2 separate regions of the Pan troglodytes genome follow, and region 1 is linked to region 2. The links are chromatin contacts, called in public Hi-C maps. All regions are on one chromosome and are shown on one strand. The core of a region is the stretch at or near the end of the contact, and the rest is flanking DNA. Distances in the headings are between cores, read along the strand shown. Region 1 holds the start of ETV5 (ETS variant transcription factor 5). Region 2 holds the start of TRA2B (transformer 2 beta homolog).

Evidence for each region. Hi-C and Micro-C count contacts between places; a contact is called where the count stands out from the background.
Region 1: a contact with region 2 is called in a Hi-C map of stem cell-derived neural progenitor cells, with 5 times the contacts expected there. The contact joins the promoter of ETV5 here to the promoter of TRA2B in region 2. A contact is called at or near these places in 1 of 7 Hi-C or Micro-C datasets (stem cell-derived neural progenitor cells) and 1 of 1 datasets of contacts at active chromatin or transcription factors (stem cell-derived excitatory neurons).

The regions. Positions count from the first base shown.
Region 1 is chr2:189,290,211-189,293,832 of NHGRI_mPanTro3-v2.0_pri, reverse strand. It overlaps ETV5 (ETS variant transcription factor 5), which reads left to right and starts at 2,024. Exons shown (of 13, transcript XM_001152492.7): 1 at 2,024-2,250.
Region 2 is chr2:189,114,793-189,118,197 of NHGRI_mPanTro3-v2.0_pri, reverse strand. It overlaps TRA2B (transformer 2 beta homolog), which reads left to right and starts at 1,400. Exons shown (of 9, transcript XM_530672.8): 1 at 1,400-2,266. The coding sequence starts at 2,231.

The DNA.
Region 1 (3,622 bases), core at 775-3,274, 180 kb before region 2:
CCCTGTGAGGAAGTTGCTGTGAAGCGTGCGGCACTGTTTTGCTGTAGCCAAAGTTATAAAGTGTGATTGATGTGTTACGGTTTAGATGGTGAGGATATGTGGCTCTGTGGGCTGTAAGCCTTCCGGAGGGCTGGGGCCTGAGAGACTTAAGGGAAGAGGAGTAAGAAAGCTCCTTTGGAAAAATGAGTTTAGAGAGCAGGATGTCATGGGATGGGATGGGGAGGAGCGGGAGTGGGGGTAGACAAAATTGGGGAGGAGGAGGATCTGGGAGCTTACCTGGGCCCTTCATCTAGCTAGGGAGATAGAGCTCTCAGGAATGTCAGCAATAAGCTCAGAGCACAACTGTACTAGTGTAAGATCTCCAGCCACCAAACAGAAACGGTACCACCTGGAAAAAGAAAAAGGGCACTAAGGGAAAACTGGAGTCGGAAGCAAAATGTTCTACCAGGAAACTAGATCTCAAGGAACTGCTTGTTATATGTTCAAAGCACTTTCCATCCATCAACTCATGCCCATTTCAGTCTTCCAAAGTCAACAGCTCCAGCGTGCCTGGTCAGTGCTGAGCCCAGGACTCAACACGGGTGCTGCAGGTTGCTTAGGGACACGCCAACATTTCAAGGGCTATAAACGACAGACCAAGTGTCCGCTCTGTTTAAGAGACACAAGTGGAGATAGGAAAGAAGGTAGGCAACTTTTGACTTAAGTGTGGGGGTGGCAGGGGCAGGAACTGCCCCAGAGTTGGCCACCCTGGGACCCCCATTGCTAGGGGCTTTCTCCTGTCACTTAGCATCTTTCCTCCCCACCGCTGGCACGCGGCGTGAATGGCAGGGCACTCCAGCAGGACGAGAACAGAGCTCCGTCACAGGCCCCCAGCACCCCCGGGGAGAAGATAGAGCTGCCCCACGGCCTTCACAGGAGGGGGTAAGGGGGCGGAGAGGGGAGAGGATTGTTTGTTTATTTGTTTCCTGGAACACCCTGTTAAGAATCTCAGCAATTGCAGTTAGTGCCCTATCGTTTGGCAAGCAGAGCCGCTTCTCGTCGTTCCCAGCTGCACGGGATCTAATTCGCAAATACACCATCTTGCATTCAATACTTAAATGGAAAACAAGCAGCCCGGGGAGGGAGGCAAAAAGTCTGAGTCTGCATGCCCGTTTCGGAGGGATTTAGGTTTCCAGGTCGGTGGACTGGCTGCTGCTGTCCCCGGAGAGGATTTCTTTGAGCCCGAACCCGGTCTCACCTCGACTACGGAACCCACTCTGGCGGAGGTTACGAGCCGCAGTTAAAGAGAAAACGGGATTTGGTTGGGCCTTAGGCCTTGCCAGTACAAAATAGTAACTAAAATCTGTTTGAGAGCTGAGATTTTAAAAGCAGATGCTGCTTATTCTTCCCACTGGAAACCTGGTTAAAAGAAATTAAGGCCTCTCTTAAAGGTAACTAAGATTAGAGGGCTCGGTTTCCGTTTTCTGTGTTTCTGTGGGCTAAACGCCCAGGTCGGTCAGCGAGTTTGTGTGGAATGATGAATTCCTCTCCCCTGAATTCTAAAATGATAACTTTGCTTGGTGCTGCAGCTGCGAACGTCTGGCGCCAAGAGACCCAATTCTGGTCGGGGCTTTGCTGGATGGAGAAGTGGGGGTGAGTGGGTAAGGGGGAAGAGTCGTGCCTCGGTGAAAAGTCGGGACAGCGGCGAGAAGGGAAGTAACGGCGGCTCCTCCTGGCCTCGGCCCCTTTAAGTACTTCACTGACTCAGCTAAGCTTCCCCCTCAGGTCGCGTTTTTTATGAATGAAAAACGTCCTTACATTCATTATATAAACAAGCCTGTGCTGATTGGCCAATGGCCCCCGGTGCATAAATTATGTAAAACAGACCCCTGAGGGGGTGGAGAGAGATGCACTGCTGGCCAATGGGGGCCGGAGTTGATGGGGCGGCTTGGTTGGATTTGCCCGCAGACAGGGTAAACAAGAGGTGATGGACAGCCGCGGGAACGGCCTCTGGCCAATGGGAACAAGGCTGGGCTAGGGCCGCGGGCCAATGGCGGCGGGCGGAGCAGCGAGCCGCGGGGGGCCGGGCCAGCGCTCCAGCCTGGTTGGCAGCTGCGGCGCAGAGTCCAGCCGCTGGTGCGCGGAGCGGTTCACCGTCTTCGGAGCGGTTCGGCCCAGCCTTTCGCCCAGGCGCCCAGGCCCGGTGCGCGCGTGCGTGAGCGCGCCTGCGCCGCCGGGGCCGCTGCAAGGGGAGGAGAGCGGCCGCCTCAGGTGAGGGGGCTTTGCGGGGGCAGGGGGGAGATCGGAAGGGGCGTCCGGCCACTGGTCCGACAGGCCCAGCCGGCTAGAGTTCACGGGCTGATTCAGAATCTTCAAAGTCGGGGTGCAGTAGCTGGGGTGACCCCCCCCGGGTTGACCGCCCCCTCCCCCCGCGGCCCGGTCCGGTTTGGTTCCTGGGAGGCGTCGGGCGGGTGCGGCTAACGGTTCCGGAGCGCGGGGAGAGCGGCTTTCCACACGTCGTGGGGGAGGCGCGCCGAGCGCGAGTGCGGGGGCTCCCGAGTGGATGGGGGATCGCGGAGTTGCGAGGCTTTCAGTCTCTGGAGATTCGAGAGCCCCGAGGGGACTTGGAGGCTCGCGAGAAGAGACGCTTGGCGGAGCTCCGCAGTTGGGAGGAGGGGGCGGGAAGCAGTTTGAGGGGAATGTCTGAGAGGCGCTGCCCCCCAGAGCACTGGGAGGGGGTAAATGACACAGGCAAGTGCAGCCTGCGGGGGCGGGGGTCGACCAGGAACTTACGCAGGCCTTGCAAGTTTCAGGTGGTGGAAAGTGGACATCCAGTCGCCCTGCTCCCACCCAGCAGGCTGAGGGCGTCGGGCTGTGCGGCGACTCGAGAAAATCGGGGCGCACCGGAACAGCGGCCTGGGGATGGTGGGGATAACACGGGTGTGGAGGGGACAGCACCGAAAGATGCTGGAGCCTCGCAGCGGATTAGGGTTCCGGCCGCATTTTCAGAGGGTGGAGAAAACTCGGGGGGGGAACCGAACTCCTGGTCGAGGAGGGGGTGCCAGGGAGAGATGTTGGGGGTGGGGGGATTGGAAGCGGTTGGTAGCGCCGGGCGCCGCACCTCGTTTTTATGAATGTGGGTGACTTTATGAATGAAGCGGGTTTCTTTCGTTGGCTCGCTGCTCCCTGCGGCTTTTTTTTTTTTTCTTCCCTTTTTGTGAATGAAGCATTGAGCTTTCTTCCTAAAACGCTGGGGTGAGGGGCCTGCGTCGGAGGCTGGGCGTGCGTTGGAAATGGGGGCGGGGGCGCAGCCGAAGGAGTTTTCATGAATGGGGAAGGCTGAGAATTGGGTGGAAGTGTGTCTTGTTTTGTGAATGGGGCCCAGCGCTAGAGATCCAGTTACAGCCTCTACCTGATGTGGCGGCCGCGGCTCGCTCTCCCATTCATAAAACCGGGCCCGCTGCGCGCCACAGGGGAGGGGCCTGGATCGCGCCGCTGCGCTGTGCTAAAGTTTTCCTGGGGGCGCCCGGGGCGCGGGTGGTGGGGGGGCAAAGGAAGTGGTTTAAACTCCTGGATGAACTCGAGCCTTTCCTTCAGGCTTTTAAAAAAATTATACTTGGAATACAATTTTTCTAACCCTGGA
Region 2 (3,405 bases), core at 151-2,650:
AAAGAAAGATTTGTGATTGCCTAGGACTGGGAGGGTTGTGAGGAGTGAAGAGGACGAGGGATGCAAAATGACTATTAATGAGTGTTTCTTTTCTTAATGTGATGAGACTACTCTAAAATTGTGGTGATGGTTGGGTTGCACAATTCTGTGAATAAAAGCCATTTGAACTGTACACTTTAAATAAGGGAACTGCATAGTAGGTGAGTTGTATCTCAATAAAGCTGTTAAAAAAAAATCAGGAGTTGGGGATATGGGGCTGAGGCAGGAGGATCACTTGAGACTGGGAGGTGCAATGAGCCACCGCACTCCAGCCTGCACGACAGAGCCAGAGAGACCCTGTCTCAAAAAAAAAAAAAAAAAAAAATCAAATGACCCTTTACCAGTATCAAAGTGCCTCATCAGCCAGGTACCACCTTTTCAATGGATGGGGAGACTGAAGTGTAGAGGAATTAAGTATCCGACTTGGGGGTTGGGGGAAGTGGCTCACGCCTGTAATCCCAACACTTTGGGAGGCCGAGGTGGGAGGATCGCTTGAGCCCAGGAGACCAGCCTGGCCAATATGCCGAAACTCTGTCTCTATAAAAAATACAAAAAATTAGCCTGGCGTGTTGGCAGGCGCCTGTAATTCCAGCTGCTACGGAGGCTGAGGCAGGAGAATCACTTGAACCCGGGAGGCAGACGTTGCAGTGAGCCGAGATCGCGCGGTTGCACTCCAGTCTGAGCGACAAAGCAAGACTCCGTCTCAAAAAAAAAAAGAAAGAAAGTATCCGACTTGGTCTTGGGCTCTTCTCACTATAATCCAACTATATTCTCTTACGAAATGGCAGAATTAATCTTCCCTCCTTGTGACACCCCTGTAGTTATACATGCCTCTGGCACTTACAATCATTTTTTCTAATTGTGTTTAACGGTTCTAGCACATTACGTTGTAACTTTAGAATAGAGATTGTGTCTGATTCCTGTGTATTAAGATCTGACCTTTTTTATTTTTATTTATTTATTTTTTAGACAGAGTCTCGCTCTGTCGCCCAGGCTGGAGTGCAGCGGTCCGATCTCGGCTCACTGCAACCTCCGCCTCCCGGGTTCAAGCGATTCTCCTGCGTCAGCCTCCCGAGTGGCTGGGATTACAGGCGTGCATCACCACTCCCGGCTAATTTTTTTGTATTTTTAGTAGAGACTGGGTTTCACCATGTTGGCCAGGGTGGTCTCGAACTCCTGACCATGTGATCCGCCTGCCTCGGCCTCTCAAAGTGCTGGGATTACAGGCGTGAGCCACCGCGCCCGGCCGATCTGACCTTTTTTTTTTTTTTTTTTTTGAGACGGAATCTCGCTCTATCGCCCAGGCTGGAGTGCAGTGGCGCGATCTCGGCTCACTGCAAGCTCCGCCTCCTGGGTTCACGCCATTCTCCTGCCTCAGCCTCCCAAGTAGCTGGGACTACAGGCGCCCGCCACCGCGCCTGGCTAATTTTTTTGTATTTTTAGTAGAGATGGAGTTTCACTGGGTTAGCCAGAATGGTTTCGATCTCCTGACCTCGTGATCCACCCGTCTCGGCCTCCCAAAGTGGAAGGATTACAGCGTGAGCCAGCGCGCCCAGCCCGATCTGACCTTTTTTAAATGAAGACGTATTCAGGAAGGAAATATCTACAAGTAAGACAAAATTAAGTAAGAACCCAATGTACGAACATTCACTTCTCTAACAAAGGAAAGACACAAAACAAGAAACTAATAAGGCGGAGAAAGGAATTGAGATTGGGGGAAACAGCATCTCCCTCCTCCCTGCACTCTCGGCAGGTTCCCTGGAAAGTTCTAGAAGGGATTCAGAAGTGGCTGGTGACATCACTGTGGCTCCGTGGCGCCCACTACAGCGGCCAAACAACACGCTAGCTTTCCCGCCTCATAGAGGCTCGTGAATGGGGGTGGGGCCCTGCGAGGGGCGGGGTCACGTCACTTCCTGTGCGGGACGCGCTGCGGCTGGAGAGGAAAGGCAGAGCGAGGAGGGGCGAGGCCAAGAAAGCGCGCGTTTCTGGGAGGGGAGGAGCCTGGCTAAGGAGCGCCGCGTCACATCCGGTAGAGTTAGAGCCCGTGCGGAGGCGGTGCGGAGCGTTTCGGCTCTGAGCGGCTGGGCGACCGGCGCGTCGTGCGGGGCTGCGGCGGAGCCTCCTTAAGGAAGGTGCAAGAGGTTGGCAGCTTCGATTGAAGCACATCGACCGGCGACAGCAGCCAGGAGTCATGAGCGACAGCGGCGAGCAGAACTACGGCGAGCGGGTACGTAGAGCTGCGGTAGGGGGTGGCTGTGTGGTCCTAGCTCCTTGCATCTTTTTCTAGGCCCGTCGGCCTCGGGCCAGGAGGCAGGGGCGTTTTAGGCTCCGAAGTCTGAAGCCGGGAGGGCAGGCAAGGGAGACAGCATTTAACCAAAAAAAGCCCTTGTGGATAGTGCCTTAGGTCGTGAAGGAGGGAGGCCACCGGCGGGTTTATGTGGCTGCTGCCCGAGACGGCCGTTTTTCCCGTTATAAGAGGGGGAAGATGAAAATGGCCGCTGCGTCCCCGCGGTGTTGGGGGAGGGGAGCGATATCTTATTTCGGCGTTGCTCTCCTGCGAAGGTCCGCCGCAGCCATCTTGGGCTGGCGGGCTGGGCGAGCTGCCAGAGGCACAAAATGGCGGAGAAGCCGCGCGGCAACGCGGACCCGACCCGCAGCGGGCCGCGCTTCGTAAGGCCGCGTGGTGGGGTGCAAGGGGACGGACGACGTTCTTTTGGGTCTTTGGGCCGGTGTTTAGGTTAACGAAGGACCGTCTTTGCCTCCACGGAAAGGACGGAGTCTGGGATGTCTTTGGGGCCTCTTAAGATGGAAACTAATCCAAGGCCGACTAAGTTCTGGGCCCGTTAGGTGGAGGGGATTGCGTGAGGGCTTTGTGTTTGGCCTAAATGAAGCGCTTTTCTCTGATGCTGAAAGGGCTTCCCAGGCAAAAATCTGTATCAGTATTCTATTAGGACAGACCACAAAGTCGCTAAGATGATTTTGTGGACATCGCATTTCCACGGGATTGTGAAGGAGAAATTGGCGGGCAACCATTTACGGCGCCGTTATTTCCTTTGTTTTGAGGCGTTCTAATACTTAGAACCACAGCGTGTGTTGGCTACAGTTTTCTTTCCCTTAAGTTTCCACCTCTTAAAGGTGTTCAGTGAGGGTTGATTGAATTGCGGGAACAAGACAGTTCTAGGGTTTAAACAGCAGACGTAGCTGGTCTGTGGGGCTCTGGGTATTGGATTCGGAAAGCATTGAATGATGCGAACATACGAGGCTTGCTAGAATTAAGAGGAATCTGTTAGAAGGGTGATAGAAAAGCACCATAGAAATTGATTTTTGAGGCTGTTGTGGGAATAATTTGTGCTTTTTTTTTTTTTT